2 separate regions of the Hordeum vulgare genome follow, and region 1 is linked to region 2. The links are chromatin contacts, called in public Hi-C maps. All regions are on one chromosome and are shown on one strand. Each heading gives the region's core, a stretch centred on a gene start, on an enhancer-like site or on the middle of the called end of the contact. The rest is flanking DNA. Distances are from core to core; before and after follow the strand shown. Region 1 holds the start of LOC123412033. Region 2 holds the start of LOC123410057.

What was found. A called contact is a pair of places that touch in the nucleus more often than the background predicts.
Region 1: a contact with region 2 is called in a Hi-C map of seedling, with 4 times the contacts expected there. The contact joins the promoter of LOC123412033 here to the promoter of LOC123410057 in region 2. A contact is called at or near these places in 2 of 6 Hi-C or Micro-C datasets (leaf and seedling).

What each region holds. Positions count from the first base shown.
Region 1 is chr7H:82,394,660-82,398,294 of MorexV3_pseudomolecules_assembly, forward strand. It overlaps LOC123412033, which reads left to right and starts at 1,884. Exons shown (of 1, transcript XM_045104992.1): 1 at 1,884-3,061. The coding sequence starts at 2,244. The coding sequence ends at 2,726. It overlaps LOC123412032 (LMBR1 domain-containing protein 2 homolog A-like), which reads right to left. Exons shown (of 14, transcript XM_045104991.1): 14 at 3,233-3,635. The coding sequence ends at 3,590.
Region 2 is chr7H:82,005,615-82,008,835 of MorexV3_pseudomolecules_assembly, forward strand. LOC123410057 reads right to left here and starts at 1,467. Exons shown (of 1, transcript XM_045102940.1): 1 at 305-1,467. The coding sequence starts at 1,283. The coding sequence ends at 444.

The sequences.
Region 1 (3,635 bases), core at 634-3,133, 390 kb after region 2:
ATGTTTCTCCCACTTACATACCACTGCTACAAATCTCAAAACTCCAAGCAAATTCCTCAACGACGTAGGCTATAATCACGGTTACTAGTCCTTCAACCTCGCCTTTCATGACATTCTTCCTCTTTGACTTTATCATAGAGTAAAATATCTCCTGATGAAAACAAATAGCACAGCTTCGCGCCTCTCCCTCCTTAATGGAGAATCAATGGACACGATCAAATTCCAGCCGATCCAGCAATCTCCAGGCATAACACGCACATGGGAGTCCGCCAACGAAGCCTTCCGAAACCCACCACTCCGACCATATCAGAAGTATGGACATCAGGCAGATCTTTGTCTTGGTGATTTGCTACTATCTGAGAATGCTAGGTATCTAGGTAACCTATGCACGACACACACAAAAAAAGACTTTGCTCCTATGTAGTATCACTGATGTGCCGTGGCTTCCAATGCTGGGTTTTATTTTACGTTGGGAAACATTTTTGGACGGCGCGTCGGCCGATCGCTTCGGCCGCCCCTGCGTGCGTCGTGCGATCCTGCGCGTGGGACGTTCCTTCCTTTTTGATGCGAGACGTTATTTTTATGTAACTGTTTTTTTTTTGCTACTACCAATAGAATTTTTGTTACATTTTGTTCATAAAAAAAGCTACATCCATGTTTAGTTGCAACCCGAGTTCGTCGAATTTTTTTCTACAATACGTGTTAATTTTTGCTATAATCGGTATTATTTTTTGGTACAATCGTTTACTAAAAAAGTTGCATACACGTTCGAGAGAGTTGTAACCCGAGTTCACCGGATTGTTTTGCTATCACGCTTCATCAGCGTTGTTTTTTTTACTACGACCACATTGATATTTTTTTGCTACAACCATATTTTTACGGGAGCTGCTACGAATGAACCGATTGATTTCCCTAGGAAATCAGTCAGGTCGCATGCCGTTGGATCCATCCTGTTAGAGCCGTTCGATCAGTCAACGCTAAGACCGGCCCTTCTCATATCGGCAGCCCCTTCCCCTTGCTGGCAGCACAACGATCCTTCACCGTCGGCGTCGGCGACGCAACACCGCGCGCAACGCCACCCCGCTCTCCATCGCAGCACCCAACCCCGCCGGCCAAGCTCTCCACTGCATCGCAACTCCAGGCTGCCGGTGAAGCTTCAATGCAGCCGCCGCTGAAAGTTCCATCGCAGCCTCTAGTGAAGCTCCATTGCATCACCGGCCCGTGCATCACAGCTTCGTGCCATCGGTGAAGCTTCGATGCAGACGTCGCAAAAGCTCCATTCCAACACCGCCCGCTGCATGGCAGCTCCGGCTGGACGGTGAAGCTTCATTGCAGCCGCTGGCGAGGCTCTAGTGCAGTAGCCAATGAAGCATCATTGCAGCAAATGCGCGCTGCATCGCAGCTCCCGGCTGCCGGCGAGCGCTCCATCGCAGTACATAAGGAGCCGCCCGACGAGAGCTCAGCACCACCGCCCGCGCGACCGCCATTAATTGCAGCGCCAGTGCCCCCCTTGCTCCCAGCGTCCACGACGGCTTGCAGCAGGATGCTTTGATTTGGGGAGAGCTGCGATGCAAGTCAAGAGTCAGCTGGTGCTTGTGTGGGTGGGGCATCCCGTGTGGGGATAGGGACGAAGCGGTGTGCGGACCGGAGCGGGACACGTGCCGTCCGCTAGAAGAGGCTTACGCCGCGCTAGAATCAACCGGCTGTTTTTAATCGATTTCCTATTTTTACTGCATCCGTGATCGAAATTTGCTGCATCAAGGATTTTTTTGCTGCATGGGTAAATCTAACGGTCAAATCAGATTAATCCGACAGATCGGACGGCTGGCAGACCACTGCCCTTTTACGTTTGCCATTGCACGAACCGTTTGCAAGATTTGTTTTTTTACGGTTAAACAGAACTGTGCAATTCAAACACATTCTCTTGACCGCAGCCGACTGCCGCGCTGAACCGAACCAATCATCCGCCAAATGCCCATACTCTACTACCCAATCACACACACACACGCGCCCCCACTCCCCGCTCACCCCCACCATCCGATCGCCCACGCCCCGCGGGCACCGTACGGCGCCCAACGCGGCCCGCTCCCCGGCACCAGCCGCGAAGCTCCCTGCTGCCGGAACGGCCAATAAATAGGACGATTGCACACGCCCGCATCGCCACCACCACGCGCACGCGCACACGCACACGGCCACCATTAGTTTTCTAGGAGTAGCATACACTCCGAGCTAAGCAAGCCGTCATGGCCGCGGCGGGCAAGTCCAAGGAGGCGGACGCGGCGCGGTGCAGGAGGCACCCGAGCCACCGGCACGCGGCGGGCGTGTGCCCCTTCTGCCTCAGCGACCGCCTCTCGCGCATCTCCGCCGCCAACGACGCCTCCGGGTCGTCGGCGGCGTCCTCGCCGCGCTCGTCCGGGGACGCGAGCGTCGCGTCGGCCCAGACGGCGCCGCCGCCCTGCCGCGAGGCCCGGCGGGCGAGGCTCGGCATGCTGATGCGGCAGGACCAGCCGGGGGCGGCCGCGGGCGGCCGCCACGGCAAGCAGGAGGCGGCGGAGGCGGAGGAGGAGAAGAAGAAGCCGGCGAAGAGGGGCAACTTCTGGACCCGGCTGCAGCAGGCGAGCTGGTACAGGAGGGACGGCTGCTCGGTGGCGCACTCCAAGGCGGCGGCCGGGAAGAAGGGGGGCGCCGCCGCGCCGCCGCACAAGCGGGCGGCGTCGCTGTTCTGAAGCCCCGGCGGGCAGGAGGCCGCGCGGCCGGTCAGTTGAGCGACATTGGCCCGGTTGGTTGGTTGGTCGGATGGATTCCGGGTCGTGTGTGTGCTGTTCCAAACTCCATAGCCTACGTGGCCGGATGGATGGATGGATCACCTGCTCGTCTGGCTGGCTGGCTGGCGTCTTCCTCGCTGTTTCTTTCTCTCGGGTTTGTGCCCTGTGGCTGTGGGTTTGGTGCGCGGTTGTTGGAAGGGTACTGGTAGCCGTGTTGGATTGGATGGAAGGACAGCCTAATGGCTTGTCCATTTTTGTACAGATCGGTCTCCAATGAAAGAGCTTGCGTTCGACTCGATCGCGCTGTTTGTTTGTTCGTTTCCCCGTCGCGATCGAACCGGTGGATGTGTTTCTTGTCGTTGATGGTGAGATTCACTAGCTCCGTAGGTTGCAATCTGACAGCGAGTCCGTCGCAATTTATAGTTTTTTTCTTTCTTTTTTGCTCAGAGGCAGGCACATGGGAAACAAAAACGATGAACTCCTAGAGCTCCGAAACATCAAAACTGTTTGCAACCGTCCTGTTTTCTTGAACACCAGGGACGAGCCATCATCGGCATTTTCGAGACCATCGCAGAGCTGGTTCAAGTTCGATGTTTAGTTGAGGCGAATCTGTGACCTATATACAATTCTACTACGACCCCTTCGTTTTCCCTTTGGGAATCCTGTATACCGTACCTAGGTTTTCCTACACCTTCTGTAACAACATTTCCGAGGGACTATACATCCTGTACCTCCCTTCTATCCATACTCTTAGCTTCGGACATGTCACAGTTCCAAAACAAGAAAAACTTTGGACATGTCAATTTGTCAAACCACCTGGTCGATCATCGAATGGCTCGATCCGTTTCGAGGGCGCTGTCATCCTCGTCA
Region 2 (3,221 bases), core at 217-2,716:
TATGTTGTATGGATTTGTAGGGATAAAAGGTGTCGGACATGAGATACATGACACCAATTTAGGAAGTGTTCGATCAGTACCACAAACACATCCGGACAGGTGTGCGGACGTTTAAAGGTCCGATTTGCAAGATGTGGCTGTACATGCTCTCACCGCCATGGTCACCGGGCACAAGCACGCTGCGCGTAGGCGTATTGCCCTATAGCAATGCCGTCGTCGATCCGTCCTTTCTGCAGGTTGAGAGATGTGCGATCTGCCAATATACGATGTTTTGGCAGTTCTCTCTAACAGTACGTGGCTGCAGTAAACAATCCAAAACTGTGTGCTGTACTGCTGTTGCATTCTCTGTGGGAATGATCCATCAATCAAAAATGCTGTACAGAGCAAACGAAATATTCTCTCTACACAATCAAACGAGACGATGGGCCGAGCGGCGGCACCGGCTACCGTGCCCCGGCGGTGCGGCGCAGCGCGTGGGTGTAGTTGAGGATGGAGTTGATGCGCTCCAGCTTGAGCTCCTCCCGGAACTGCCGGATGAACTGCTCCGCCCGCGCGTCCACCTCCGCCTTCCCTTCGACGTCCTCCGTTCCCCGCCCACATCCGTAGGCTCCTCGCCCTTTGACCTTCCTCGGCACCGTATCTGCGGCGGACTGCCGCTGCCGCCCCGCGCGCGCCAGCGCGTACGCCTCGTCCAAGCTGATGGACTCCCCGTCTCCAACCTCGGCCTTAGACGCCGCCGCGGACGCGTCGAGTGCCGCCCGCGCCGCGCTCTGCGGCTTGGTCGTTGTCGTGGCCGACACAGCAGTTTCTTCTTGAGGGACTGACGCTGGCTCGTGCTCCACCATCCTGTCCACCTCCTGTGCCGCCGGTGCCGCGAAAGGCGCGCTCTGCGGCGAGGTGGTTGTCGCGGCCGCCGCTACAGTTTCTTCTTGCGCCACTGACGCCGGCTCGTGCTCCACCCTGCTCGCCTCCCGCGCTTCTTGCCCTTGGAACGTACCGTTGTACTGGTCTTGCACGTGGTGGAGCTGCGACGCCGCCGGCGCAGAGCACGCGACGCCGTAGTCGCCCAGCGAGTGGAAGGGGAAGTTGGAGACGGAACGCAGGCTCTCCAGCACGACGGTCGAGGCGGTGCGGACGAGCCTGCGCCGGGCGGCCGGTTCCGGCCCCCGGGACGACGACGACATGAGCGCGATGGCGCCGACGAGGAGGTTGAAGAGGATGAACGACGCCGCGCCCGGGCTCAGCCACGGCGACATCGGCCACCACCCGAGTTCCGGCGCCATCAGATCGAATGGGGATCCTCCTCCTGATCTTCTTGCTCTGCGCGGGGACTCGATCGCGCTGTGTCGGCTGTCGAAGCGATGAATAATGCGGGTGCCTTGGCTCTGCTCAGCTCAGGTGAGCTGTGCGTGCGTATATATAGGCTCTGGATTTGCCGGGCCGTGACAGCTCCTCGCGCGGCCGGCTGCCAATAAACAAGGCAAAGGTGGGAACACACCCAGGACAGGATGGAATAGCTGCATTCCTGCGCCGCGTACGGCACATCGCTGTTGCTCTCTGCTTTGCTCCTCGCGGCATGTGACTGGGTGCGTGGCTTGCGGCAACTTGGGCCGGCCAGGTAGGCGGCCAGCGAGAAGGTTCGCCGCGCCCCGGCGTTTCAAAATTTGCTCACGTGTCTCCCTCTTCAGGCGTGTTTCAATTTGGGCTTACTAGTGGAGCACACTCGCGTACACACGGTGAACGGCGTCGGCCGGTCCATGTCTCTCTCTGTTCCCCTGTGCCCTGACAGGTCCCATTCTTCGTATCCCCGATCTTATTCTACTGTACCCGGCGACGAGGCAGGAGGTGAAATCGACCTTTTTTACCTGCTCATGGGGTGATGGAGAGAGCGGTTTGGACTTTGGAGTCTCGTCGGCGACACGCAGGTCGGACTGGCGTGCAAGACACAGGGCTGTGCGCTGTGGGAATGCTAGTGACGAGTGGTCAACGTGTGCAGGAAGATCTCGGTGTGTCTCGATCGGAGACCGAAAAACATCAGCGCGTACCGGTAGATTCCGACCTAACCTCACCTAGCAACGAAGAGGTGTCGCAATTTGTGGAGTCCTTGATTACGCGGATCCGCGTTAGATATCTATATACTAGTGGCGGCCAGCGTAGCATGCGCCTTGGCCACGCATGTCATCGCCCACGAGTGCGTGTCCTGTCGACGACGACGGGCAGAAAATAGCAGGTCCTTCCACCAACTCTAGCACACCCGGTATAACACGATCTGTATCCTGCATTTATAGTTCATGAAAAAAGCATTTTATGGATTAACAAAAGTCACGACTGAACAGAACCCGCATTATAAAATCGTATGTATAAGCGTGCTATTTATTAAAATTGATTAAAAAATATAAGATCAAATATCCAAATCACAATACAACAATCATTCATATTACAATCATTATTCAAATCTTTGAAATAAAGTAATAATTCAATAAAAAAATGTTCTAAATACAACAATGATGAAAATCACACATGAACTAAATGAAATGAATAAAAAATGGCAAAAATTACTACCATGTCTCTGCCAATGATACTCGATGAGATGCTCCTGAAGTTGATAGTGGGTGTTTGCGGCGAAAAGGGGGTGGCCGCAAACTTGCGAATCCGAGGCGGAGGTGGGCCGGACGTGGTGGGGGTCAATCCGGTTCAGCGGGCATCCGGGGGCGACGCGGCTCGACGGACCAGATGGGGCGGCGAGGCGACGCGATGGAATGAGCTTAGGAGCGGTCCGACGACGTGATTCCAACGACGAGTACGTCCGAAATTCCAGGCGGCTGGCGGGTGGCGGCCCTGTGGGATGGGGGAAGGGAACCGACGCAGGCTGAAATGTCCCTTCCACCAACTGCTTTCGCGAGATACACGGCACCGACGAGGCGGGGGCGAAAATAGTGTATCCGCGGGTTAGAGGGGCGCTTTTACCGTGCCCCCTTAAACTTCTTTTAAGGGTCTATGGCGTTTAAGGGGTTTGTTCGGTACCCTTGTCACCGTGGAACTATAAAATGGCGGTTATTTTACGGGTTGAGGAGATATACGTGGTATGCTAGAGTTGCTCTTAGAGCATCTACATCCGGATTTTGCAAATCCGGCCCTCAAATGTCCGATAACGCGCCCAGGCGCGCACACGGATAAATGATAAAAATCGACAGCAAACATAGTATATAAAAATCGACGCA